Linked DNA regions of Sus scrofa: region 1 is linked to region 2. The links are chromatin contacts, called in public promoter capture Hi-C maps. All regions are on one chromosome and are shown on one strand. Each heading gives the region's core, a stretch centred on a gene start, on an enhancer-like site or on the middle of the called end of the contact. The rest is flanking DNA. Distances are from core to core; before and after follow the strand shown. Region 1 holds the start of FCMR (fas apoptotic inhibitory molecule 3). Region 2 holds the start of IL20 (interleukin-20).

What was found. Promoter capture Hi-C pulls out the DNA fragments that hold promoters and counts their contacts.
Region 1: a contact with region 2 is called in a promoter capture Hi-C map of liver, with 2.3 times the contacts expected there. The contact joins the promoter of FCMR here to the promoter of IL20 in region 2. A contact is called at or near these places in 1 of 5 promoter capture datasets (liver) and 3 of 47 Hi-C or Micro-C datasets (alveolar macrophages, blood and embryonic fibroblasts).

The regions. Positions count from the first base shown.
Region 1 is chr9:67,544,704-67,549,659 of Sscrofa11.1, forward strand. It overlaps FCMR (fas apoptotic inhibitory molecule 3), which reads right to left and starts at 1,738. Exons shown (of 8, transcript XM_003130453.5): 1 at 1,528-1,738. The coding sequence starts at 1,564.
Region 2 is chr9:67,497,242-67,502,625 of Sscrofa11.1, forward strand. It overlaps IL20 (interleukin-20), which reads left to right and starts at 1,547. Exons shown (of 6, transcript XM_021102700.1): 1 at 1,547-1,653; 2 at 1,656-1,729; 3 at 1,970-2,035; 4 at 2,151-2,303; 5 at 3,135-3,209; 6 at 4,246-4,869. The coding sequence starts at 1,572. The coding sequence ends at 4,323.

The DNA of each region.
Region 1 (4,956 bases), core at 488-2,987, 48 kb after region 2:
TCACTCATGTCCTACTCCCTCTCAGTCTGTTTCTTTGAAACTTCACTCCCTTGGGCTTTTAGGGCTTTCCAATCTTTGACTCAAACATTTGACTCTCTTCCAAAGAAAGCAAGTATGAATAAAAAACCACTTTGGGGATTTCTCTTGTGGCCTAGCAGTTCAGGATCCAGCATTGTCATTGCTGTGGTTCTGGTCACCCCTGTGGCATACGTTCGATCCCTGGCCTAGAAACTTCTGCATGCCTTGGGTGTGGCCAATAAACACAAGATGAAAACAAAAAACTAAACCAAAACACTGCTCAACCCTCAAGAAGCTGACCAATGAATCAATAAAATAAAGTCAACACACCCTGAACCACAAAACAAGGCAGAGAGGAGAGAGATTGGCTGCCAGGGTTCAGAAGAAGGGGCTCTGGAACATATACAAGGAGGGGGAGGTTGAGATGGACTTTGAAAGCCCCCTAAATGGTAGAGACGGAGGAAGGATATTCCTGGGAGAAGGGATGGCATGGGCAAGGGCCTGATGACAGGAAAGTCCAGCGTGTGTTCAAGGACAAGCCTGGTTGGCTAGAGGTTAGGGGAATACAGGGGAGTGTGGTAAGCTCCCTTGTAAAAGGGGAGGCTCAGGGAGGGGTTTGTTTATGGGAGTCGATCCAGTAGGCAGTGGGAGCCGTTGAAGGTTGTTGAGAGGGTGACCCTATGATCAGAGTCAAGATGAAAAAGGTTGATCTGGAGCTCCAGGTGGATCAAGTTGGATGAAGTGGGTGAGACAGTTAAGAGGTGATCCAGTGTTCTTTTCCTTTCTATCCCTTCTGTTACAGCTCTAGTAGGAGCTACCATTGCTCCTTGTCTGGTAAATGTGAAGCTTACCAGGATAAGAAGTTTCTAAACTCTGTGTGCTGGCCATTGATTGGGTCCAAGTCTGGTGGGGGATAAATAGGAAGAGGTCTTAAAAAGCTATTCTGGTGTTTTGCGGCTAATGTCAGAGGTAGTTAAGACAGAGGGAGCTGCTGCTTTGGGTGGTGACCAGTGAGGAATCTGGGGTTAGGTGTTAGGCCTGTTGCACATCTGATCTCAATGGGACATGGAAGGGCCAGTGCCCAGGGCACAGTGGTAAACGGAGACACGGAGCTCAGGAAATGGGTTAGGGCCACCAAACGGGGTGGGGAGTCTTCATTTGGATTGAACTTTGAAAATTCAGGAGTGAAAGAGATCCAAAGAAAGACATGGTAGAGGCAAGCACTTTGGAGGCATTTGCTTTGCGATCTCATCTTAATCGGCTCATAACGTCTGAGAGAGGTGATACCTTCTGCCTGTAGGAGTCAATGCCTGAGGCAAGGAGGAATCTGAGTGGCGTGGAGAGAGAGGAACCTGCTGCAGGTGGAAGGCCTCCACCTTGTCCTGTCCTAGGCACTGGCTCACACAGATCCCTCCAGAAACATCAGAGCTGGGAATACCTGCCTGCTCCCCTCCCTGTGGCCAAGTCAACCCTCAGACAACGTCTGAGGAGGGTCCCCATAGCACTCACCTGGCAGGAAGTACAGTGACCAAAGCCAGAGGTCCATGGCTCCTTTCCAGAACAAGGTCCCATCCAAGGGCCCCTGGAGAGGGGGACGGAGACCCACTGCTCACTGGGGAGCCCTTTGTGATGTGAAGCTTGAAAGAGATTTCTGGCTCCCATGAGGAGCAGGACTTGAAAATGAGGAAGCGACAACCCACCTTGTTTGCTTACGAGTCAGACTTTAAAAAGAAAAAAAAAAAAAAAAAAGAAGACATGAGCAAACCACAGCGGAAGTCAGGAACTGAGAAAACATGTTGTGTTGAGCGAGCAGGGGTCACCAGGTCCAGGGGACCCCAGGGCTGCTTCTAGAGACTCTTAGAAACTGCCAGGCCTGTGAGTTCTTTGCCATGGAGGGTCCTCCCATGCTTTACATGGGCTGGAGCTTTGTGCCTGTCTGCAGGGTACAAGAGCTTCCTTGTCAATTTCCTCCATCTGAGCAAGGCTGTTGGGACAGACACTGGGGCCTGAGGTCCAGAAGTGCTGGTTTGACAAATGCTTTTGAGCCTCTAGTGGGTAGAAATACTATGCATTTTGAGCCATTCCACTCCCTTTCTCTGAGCCCAGATTCCTTTATGTGGAAAATGAAGGTGGCCCTAGATCCCCGACATCGCTTCTGCAGACATCGTGGCCGGGGTCCTAACGCAGCTCGTGCCACCTCAGATCAGCCACCGCTCATCTCCCCCAACTGTCTCCCTCAGGTGTTGCCCTCTGGCAGGGATCCGGGCCCGGTCCGGAGACCACAGGGGCCATGCCAGCAGAGGGAGTGATGGGTCACTCAGCAACTCTGCCAAAAGTCACAGCAGCCTGGTTCAGCCATCCCTTGGGGCTGAGACATTGAGGGAAGTAGCCACGAGCCCTCCTGGAAGGAGCTCTGGGCCCCTGTGCACAATTCCAGTTCTGGTCCTGGCTTGGCACTTTCTAGCATGGGCCTCAGTTCTCTTCTGGATGCAGTGGGGGTGATGCCCACCCCGCCTCCCTCCCGTGGTGCCCCCGGGGCCCAGCTGAAGCCATGGTCCTGCAGGGGCCCCTTACACGGAGGCTGTTCTGAACCCCTCACACGGAGGCTCTTCCTGGTGAAAGGACTCCCTGGTCCTCATGCCTGGAGGTTGTCCACAGGTCAGTTCCCAGCCCCCCACCCCAAATCCTGTGTCCCCAGGAGACTCAGGCTGTTCCCACGCCTTTCCAGGAGGCTCCTCCAAGCCCCCACGCCCCCCACTCCCCACATTGGTCATGTGCTCACCAAAACACAAGCGACAACATCCGCAGTGGAAGCGGAGTATGAGGCTCAGAACAGGTGTAGAGGAAGCGCGGGTGGCAGCGGGCAGCCTGCCCCCACGCCTTTCTGGGTCCCCACCAGCCGGCAGCTGCAGTTGTAATTTCCTCCAACCACCATCAGCCGAGGTGTTGGGGGGCAGCCTCAGGGCCCCTGTTAGAGTGGGGGACTGTGGTGGAGGAGGAGTCCCATCAGCCTCCACCTTTCCTTACAGCTGCTCCACAGCTGGGCTCTGGGATTTGCTGGACTCAAGGCCTGGCATGCCTTGGAGAGAGAGCGAATAAATGAATGAATGTAATGTGTGTGGGTGAGTGTGGGTGTAAGAGTGAGAGGTAAGGGATGTGTGAGTGATGAGTGGCATATGACCGTGTGTGTCAGTGTGTGAAGCATGTGTCACATGTGACAGTGTAAGGAGTGGTGTGGAGATGTGTTATGTGTGATGGTGTGTGATGCGTGGATTCCTGGTTGTGTATATGCTGTTAGTGAGTGTGTAGTCGTACGTGTGTGTGTGCGTTGTGTGGCTGTGAATGTGGGGTTGAACATGTGTTGTGTGTGGCTGTGAGTGTGTGGTTGTGTGTGGTGTGTAGTTGAGTGTGTGGTATGTGGCGTGTGGACGTGAGTGTATAATTGTGTGGTGTGTCGTTGAGTGTGTTGGGTGTGGTTGTGAGTGTGTGGTGTGTGAGTGTGCACTGCCGTGCATGTGAACGTGGCGATGAAGATGCGTGTCACCTGCGCTGTGGCTGGGTCTGCAGGCAGTGCAGGGGTGTGTGAGATGAGAGTGTGTAGGAGAGATTTTCGCATCATGTGTGGCCCAAAGAAACCTGTAGCAACGTCACACTGGGTTGTTAAGAGCAAGAAACAGGGACTTGAGGACGGTCAGGTGGGTGAATGTCTGGCGCCCGAGGGATCAAAGCCTGCAGATCTGGGCCTGTCCCGTCTGTACCTCCAGGTGTCACCCTTGGGGCTTGAGAGTTGGGCCCCAAGGGAAGACTGACCCCCCGGTCAAATCGCTTGGTGGGAAAAGTGTGCAGTCCTCCCTCTCCTCTCTCCGTCCTTGCCCATCCACGTTGTATTTCTCCTTTCTGACCGACGGGGCCCCTGGCGACCCTGGCGCTCCCACTCTGGGGGAGACCCCCCCGAGGAGCTGCAGTGCACTAACAGGCAGGAACCCTCAGCCTCATGTCCTCTGGGGCCAAGGCTTGGCCAGAGGGAATGAACTCAATGGACAGAATTCAGAGCCCGATGACAGGAAGGTGGAGGGAATAACCAATGCCAGAGAGACTGGGAAGTGCGCTAAGTCCTTTAGGTCAATTCATTTATTCTCTGTAACAACTGAGGTCTCATTAGTCTCCCTCTGTTGCAATTGCAGTGAGAAATGCACTTCTCATGAGATTCTGTGCGGGCAGATGAGGCAGGCCTTACCAAGGGCTGGAATACAGTGGAAGCACCAAAGAGACTACCCTTGTCATCAAGGTGGAGCTTGTCCTCATGGGCTCTCTTTGGTTCTTGCATCACCCTGCTTTGACCTTCCCTGTGGCCAGCTTCCAAAGGGCCATCTCCTGGCCTTTCCAGATGGAGGGCCAAGACCCTCAGGTGGCTTTGGCCATGACCCAACATTGTTCCCCAGGGACAGACTTTGAGAGGCCCCTGCCTGCCGGACTCACTAGGGAGCCCGCCAGGTAGAGGCACCTGGCTCAGCATCCTGCAGTTCCCTCTTTCTGAGAACTTGGACCACAGGCTTGCCTGCCTCCGAGGGCATTGCCCTGCAGAAATGGGGCTTTGGGAAGGTTAATTTTTACAGTTAATAGACACATGACTTTCTGTTGCAAGAAATGGTATCGTTTTGGTAAAGTTTCTTTCCTAAATATGGCCATGTTCCTGTCGGCATTCTAAGGTCAGAACTCATGTCTGAGGGCATTTTGGATGACTTTTAATGTGATTTTTCTTCAAACACCTGGATTTTAGATTATCCACCACCACACACTTTTTTGGGGGAAGGGGGCACACCTGCAGCATGAAGTTCTAGGGCCAGGATCAAACCTGTACCACAGCAGCGACCTGAGCCACAGCTGAGACCCAGACCACAGTAGCGACAATGTCAGATCCTTAATCTGCTGACTCAC
Region 2 (5,384 bases), core at 297-2,796:
CGATTATTAATGTATGCTGTGCCAATCCATACTGAAGCTTAAGACAAAGGGGAAAGATCCACGTATCGATCGATTGATCGATCGATCTACCTATCTATCTATCTATTTATATATTGTTTTTATTATTTTATGTATGTTATATGTTTTTATTATTTTATTTAATAAAATAGTATGTTCTATTATTTTATATAATAAAACAATATGTTTTTATTATTTTGTATAATAAAATAATACACGTTTTTATTATTTTCTATATGTTATGTGTTTTTATTATTTTATGTATGTTACTATATATGTTTTTATTATTTTATGTATGTTACTTTTTCCAGGACTTTAAAGTAGTTGAAAATCATTAAAAAAAGGAAAAGCATCTGTATTGCAACTCATATTATTGTTAATTTTAAATATGTTATTTATGTCTCAAACAGAACTGATTATAATTTTACTTTCTGGGTTATAAGGGAAGAAAACTCATCACTAATATTTTCGTTAATTTTGACACCACATTGAATTATTATTTATCTTGATTTTTGTCCCCTTAAATTTTGTACCTGAGTACTTCACTCTCTTCTTCCTACTCTCAGCTCATTATCATTTGATCTTAAAACCCAGCAGATACTATAAAGTGACCTTTTACAGAGCAAGCCTCTCCCCAAGAAGAAATGAGTTCTCTTCTACCTTTCTTCGCCTCCTTTCGGGATCACTTAAGTGATCTTTCATCTGAATTAGGCTAGGAAAGTGCATACTCTTGGATTAGTCCTATGTGTGCTTGACTACAGTCTTCCTGCAGAGGGCACTGTGGAGTCCAGACACCTCAAGAGGGTGGGGAAGAGTTGGGTGGAATCAGGCTGATTGCCCATGAGAACTTGCCTTTCCCTGGCAGATGGATTGTTATGAAACCAGTGACTTTCTATTTGCCTTTGGGGCTGAAATAAATTTGTAATCCCCAAATAACCAATCTGATCTTAGACAAATGCCAAATATAGCTAAGCTCCTCTGCTCTGGGGATGGCCAGATAATCCAGACATTTGCCCTAAATGGCTCAGCCACAGTTTCTATGAGGTTGTGTTTTCCCCCAGTCCCCTGAGAGTCCAGGGGGACCAGAAGCGGGAGCTGCATTGGCATTCTGGAAGGGAAGACTGTATACGTCAATTCCCCAAAACAAGTTTTGACATTTTCCCCGAAATGTCATCCTCTATCTACTCACTGCAAGTGCCTGCTGCTTCAGGTTTTACGTGCTGGGCAATGACAATGAGGTTGGGATGGGGACAGAATAAAGGAGCCAGGGGCTATAGCACCAGCTCATACTTGGTCCCTGAACAAGCATTTGAAGGCTTCTCTTCCAGAAGGCTCAGCAGCATTTCATAGTAAGTTAGATGAATGGGCCAGACAGTCTGAAGCCAGATAAAGCTATTAGGTTTCACCAGGAGACACTGGGGATGAGGGGGTTGTGGGGGGAGGCACTCCTTGGTGACTGGATTGGTTTCTTAAGGCCTGAAAATGGGAAATCATTAAGTCATGCTCTTTCCTTTGAATTCCTAGCTCTTGTGGTCTCCAGATTTTGGCACAAGATGAACCGCTCTGGTCTTCCCCTCTGCCTTCTCTCTGCTGTGTTTTATCTCTTTTGGACACCTTCTGCCGGGCTGAAGACACTCATTTGGGAAGCTGTGTAATCACCGCAAACCTGCAGGGAATTCGAAATGGATTTTCAGAGATACGGGACAGTGTGGTAGGTGTGGGAGGCACTCTCCCTTTCTCTACATGTTTTTCTCTGTCACCCAGCAGTGTGATTACATAGGAGGCAGGCGGGGAATGCGTTCCCAGGAAACAACTGTAGTTCCTAATTTAAAAGGGTTTTGGAGATGGACTCTGCCCACTGGGTTGTGGCAGAAGGGGATGGAAAGCCTTGACGTCTAAGATTCTGGCAGCCGTCACTGACCTGTAATTTCTTGTCTTGCCTTCTGTTTAGCAAGCCAGAGATGAAATCATTGACATCAGAATCTTGAAGAAGACTCAGTCTTTGCAAGACACAAAGGTAAGTGCTTGGTCCATGTGAGTTCTGGGAGGAAATATGAGTCTGGGAGGGGGGCATCTCAATCACCCCTGTCCCTGGCCCCATCCTCCCCCACAACATCTGGTCTTCTTTGTAGCCTGCAGATCAGTGCTGCCTCCTTCGCCATATACTGAGGCTCTACCTGGATAGGGTATTCAAAAACTATCAGACCCCTGACCACCATGTCCTCCGGAAGATCAGCAGACTCGCCAACTCTTTTCTTACCATCAAGAAGGACCTCCGGCTCTGTGTGAGTAAGGGTCATGGGTAAAATGACCCATCTCAGCACATAGCTTCAAGGACTTAGCAATTAGGCGCATTCTTAGCTCCACGTAGTGGATAGAAAACTGAGTCCAAGAATTCTAAGAATCTGTGTTGAGCCATGTGACTAGGCTATAAGAACTCAGTTATATTCACTTTGGTGGCAACATTTTATTTTATTTTTTTATTAAAATATTGTTGATTCACAGTGTGTGCCAATTTCTGTACAGCAAAGTGACCCGGTCATACATATATGTACACATACATTGCCTTTCTTATATTATCTTTCATCGTGGTCTATCTCAAGAGACTGGATAGAGTTCCCATGTTCACTTTTGGATAAATGCTCCATGAAAAATGTCTCAAGAGCTATTTTATGTCACTGATGATTACCTGGTATCCATGAAATTATGCTTCTTCTGTAGGCAAGCTATCCTATGGTGTACTAGTGCATCCTATGTCCAGGCAACTCATCAGCAGACCACAGGACTGAATATCAAGATAGGACCCAGGGATCCAGTTCTCTCTTCCAGGGGCTTTCTGGAGGGAATTAGACTAGAATTGGGCGGAGGTGCAGAACAGGTGGGATACAGTAATCAGAAATATCTTCCAGTGCTGCCTGTTTCTAGAAAGAAGAAATGAGCTCCATATTTGAACCAAAAAAGCTGGCTTCCTCTTCCAGCTGATGACTAGTTCAACAGTCCCAAATAATAAGGTCTGAAAGGACTTTTGTAGGTGAAAGAATAGAATGCCTACCTATGGCAAGGGCAGAAAATCAGCATCTTTAATATAATCTATCATTCTTTGGTATTCTTTTCAGCATGCCCGTATGACTTGCTCTTGTGGGGAGGAAGCAATGGAGAAATATGGCCAGATAATGAGTCACTTCGAAGAGGTATGTGCAGTTTTGGCCTTGATTGGGATGAGGATGTTTTTAGAACTGAGATCATAGAGGGGTGGGATGGGCACTCATACTCAAAGAAATCCTACAGCCCCCAGGTTAATCGCTCTCTGAGCTCACATGGCCCATCCCTCTGGTTTTACTCAAGGAATACTCATTCAGGCTCTAGAAGAGTATTACCTCTGAAAGATCCTCTGGGAATCAAGAAGGAATAGCCATGATTCCATCAAGTCACTTCAGACACATCTGGACCTTCCAGCTATACAAACAAGAGGCAATTGTGTTCCGACATTCGCACACTTATCCATACCCTCAAAACAGTGGTTCACAATTTCACACAGGCCCACACCATGATGTTTCTCACCTCAATGCCTTTGCACATCTGCCAGGAAGGCCAGAGTCCTTTCTTCACTCACTAATTCCTACGCATCCTTTAACACTCAGCCTAGGCATCACCTCCAGGAAGGGTACTGTCTGCCTCCCTTGGAGTCAGGTGCCTCCTTGCCATCCTGTAGCGATTCTCTCATCTATTCACCACACTACATTTTAATTCCCCACTTTTATTTTTCCCCCTCAATTGATTATACATGCCCTGTGGCCAATGGCGGTGCTATTCATCTCTGAATCCCTAGCCAGCCAAATGTCTAGCACAATACGTATTTATTCAACTGAAGGATGCACAGTAGGCACACACACACACATGCACGTGCACGCACACACACACAGAAACACACATCTTGCTTTCAAAAACAGCCCACGTGATTCAATAGGCTTGGATTGTGGTCCCAATTTTGGTACCCACCCTGGGGTCTCAGTTTCCTGGTGTAAAACTGGGGTGATGGACTCAATGATTTTCCTTCCTCTTGTGAGATCTTGAGGTTCCATTATGTCCTGGAAGCTTTTCATTTTGGAAAAAAAAAAATGCTCTGCTGACAAGCCCCAACAGATCTACCAGTGAAAGGAGAGGATTAACTTGGAGCCCATGTTGTCTCTTCATGAGCTGCTCATCACTTCACTTTGTGTCTTCCAGCTTCAGCCTCAGGCAGCAGTGGTGAAGGCTCTGGGGGAACTAGACATTCTCCTGCAATGGATGGAGGAGACAGTCTAGGAGGAAAGTGATCTCGGCCAAGACTCCCAGGCTTTGCACCCATGGAGGCGTGACTCCCAACCACCATCTCTTTGTTATGTAACTTAGTGCTGGTCACCATGTATATTATTTATTTATTATTTGTTTCCTTAGTGTAGTTGTCTTCATGTGTTTCTACTGTTAATCCAGAGCACAGTTTTTAAGATTTTCATAATATCTTTTCTACTGTTGAATGTATTTATTAGCTAATATATTTATTTATTTTTGCTATTTAACTTATTTATTTTTGTATTCAAAGATAAGACTTTTAAAAACAACTCACAGATTGTATTTATAACCTGACTAGAGCAGGTTTTTCGTATGGTAAACAAACCCTCTAAATTCTAGAGGAATGGCTAGAATTTGATTAAGGATTACTGACTGCTGATGCTCTATGAGACATTAAAGACTCGACCAATGGCTGCCCAGGGCGGGTTGTGGAAGAGGAAGTTCTGACATGAAATTATAGCCTTGTCTTACAAGTACTGACCACTCCTACTCAACTCCCAGCCCCCAAACTGCTGTATCTTCTGGCTATGGAATCCCGTGTAGCCAGAATGTATTTTTACAAATAAAGTTTTCTTTGCGTAATGTCTGCTTGGAGTTTGAAAATGCTTCCGGGGCAGAAGCAATGGTGGGAATGAGCTTCAATCTCATCACTGAGAGACCTCTCCTCCTTTGGGAAGGTGATGCCAGAGGGAACCACAGCCTTCTCTCCCCTGCAAATGCATTCCCAGCTCCATCTCCTAATCCACCACAGCTCTGACTCCACGACTCTGCCTCGCTTATAAAGGGACTGTGACTGGATGAGGCCCATCAGCCCTCCTGCTTGCGCCTTGCTAGCGTTGAGCACTGTCTTTTCTGTACTGCTGCTTTCTTTCTCATTTCAGGCTCTCACACTTTTGCATCAGAGGTTTTTTTTTTTTTTTTTTCTTTGCATCAGAGGTCTTGATCGTAGCACAAATCACAATGGCCGGGAACCCATTACAAGGGTTAAGAACACACAGGTGCAAAATGTAGTTCCTAAATCCAGCCCAGGGAGG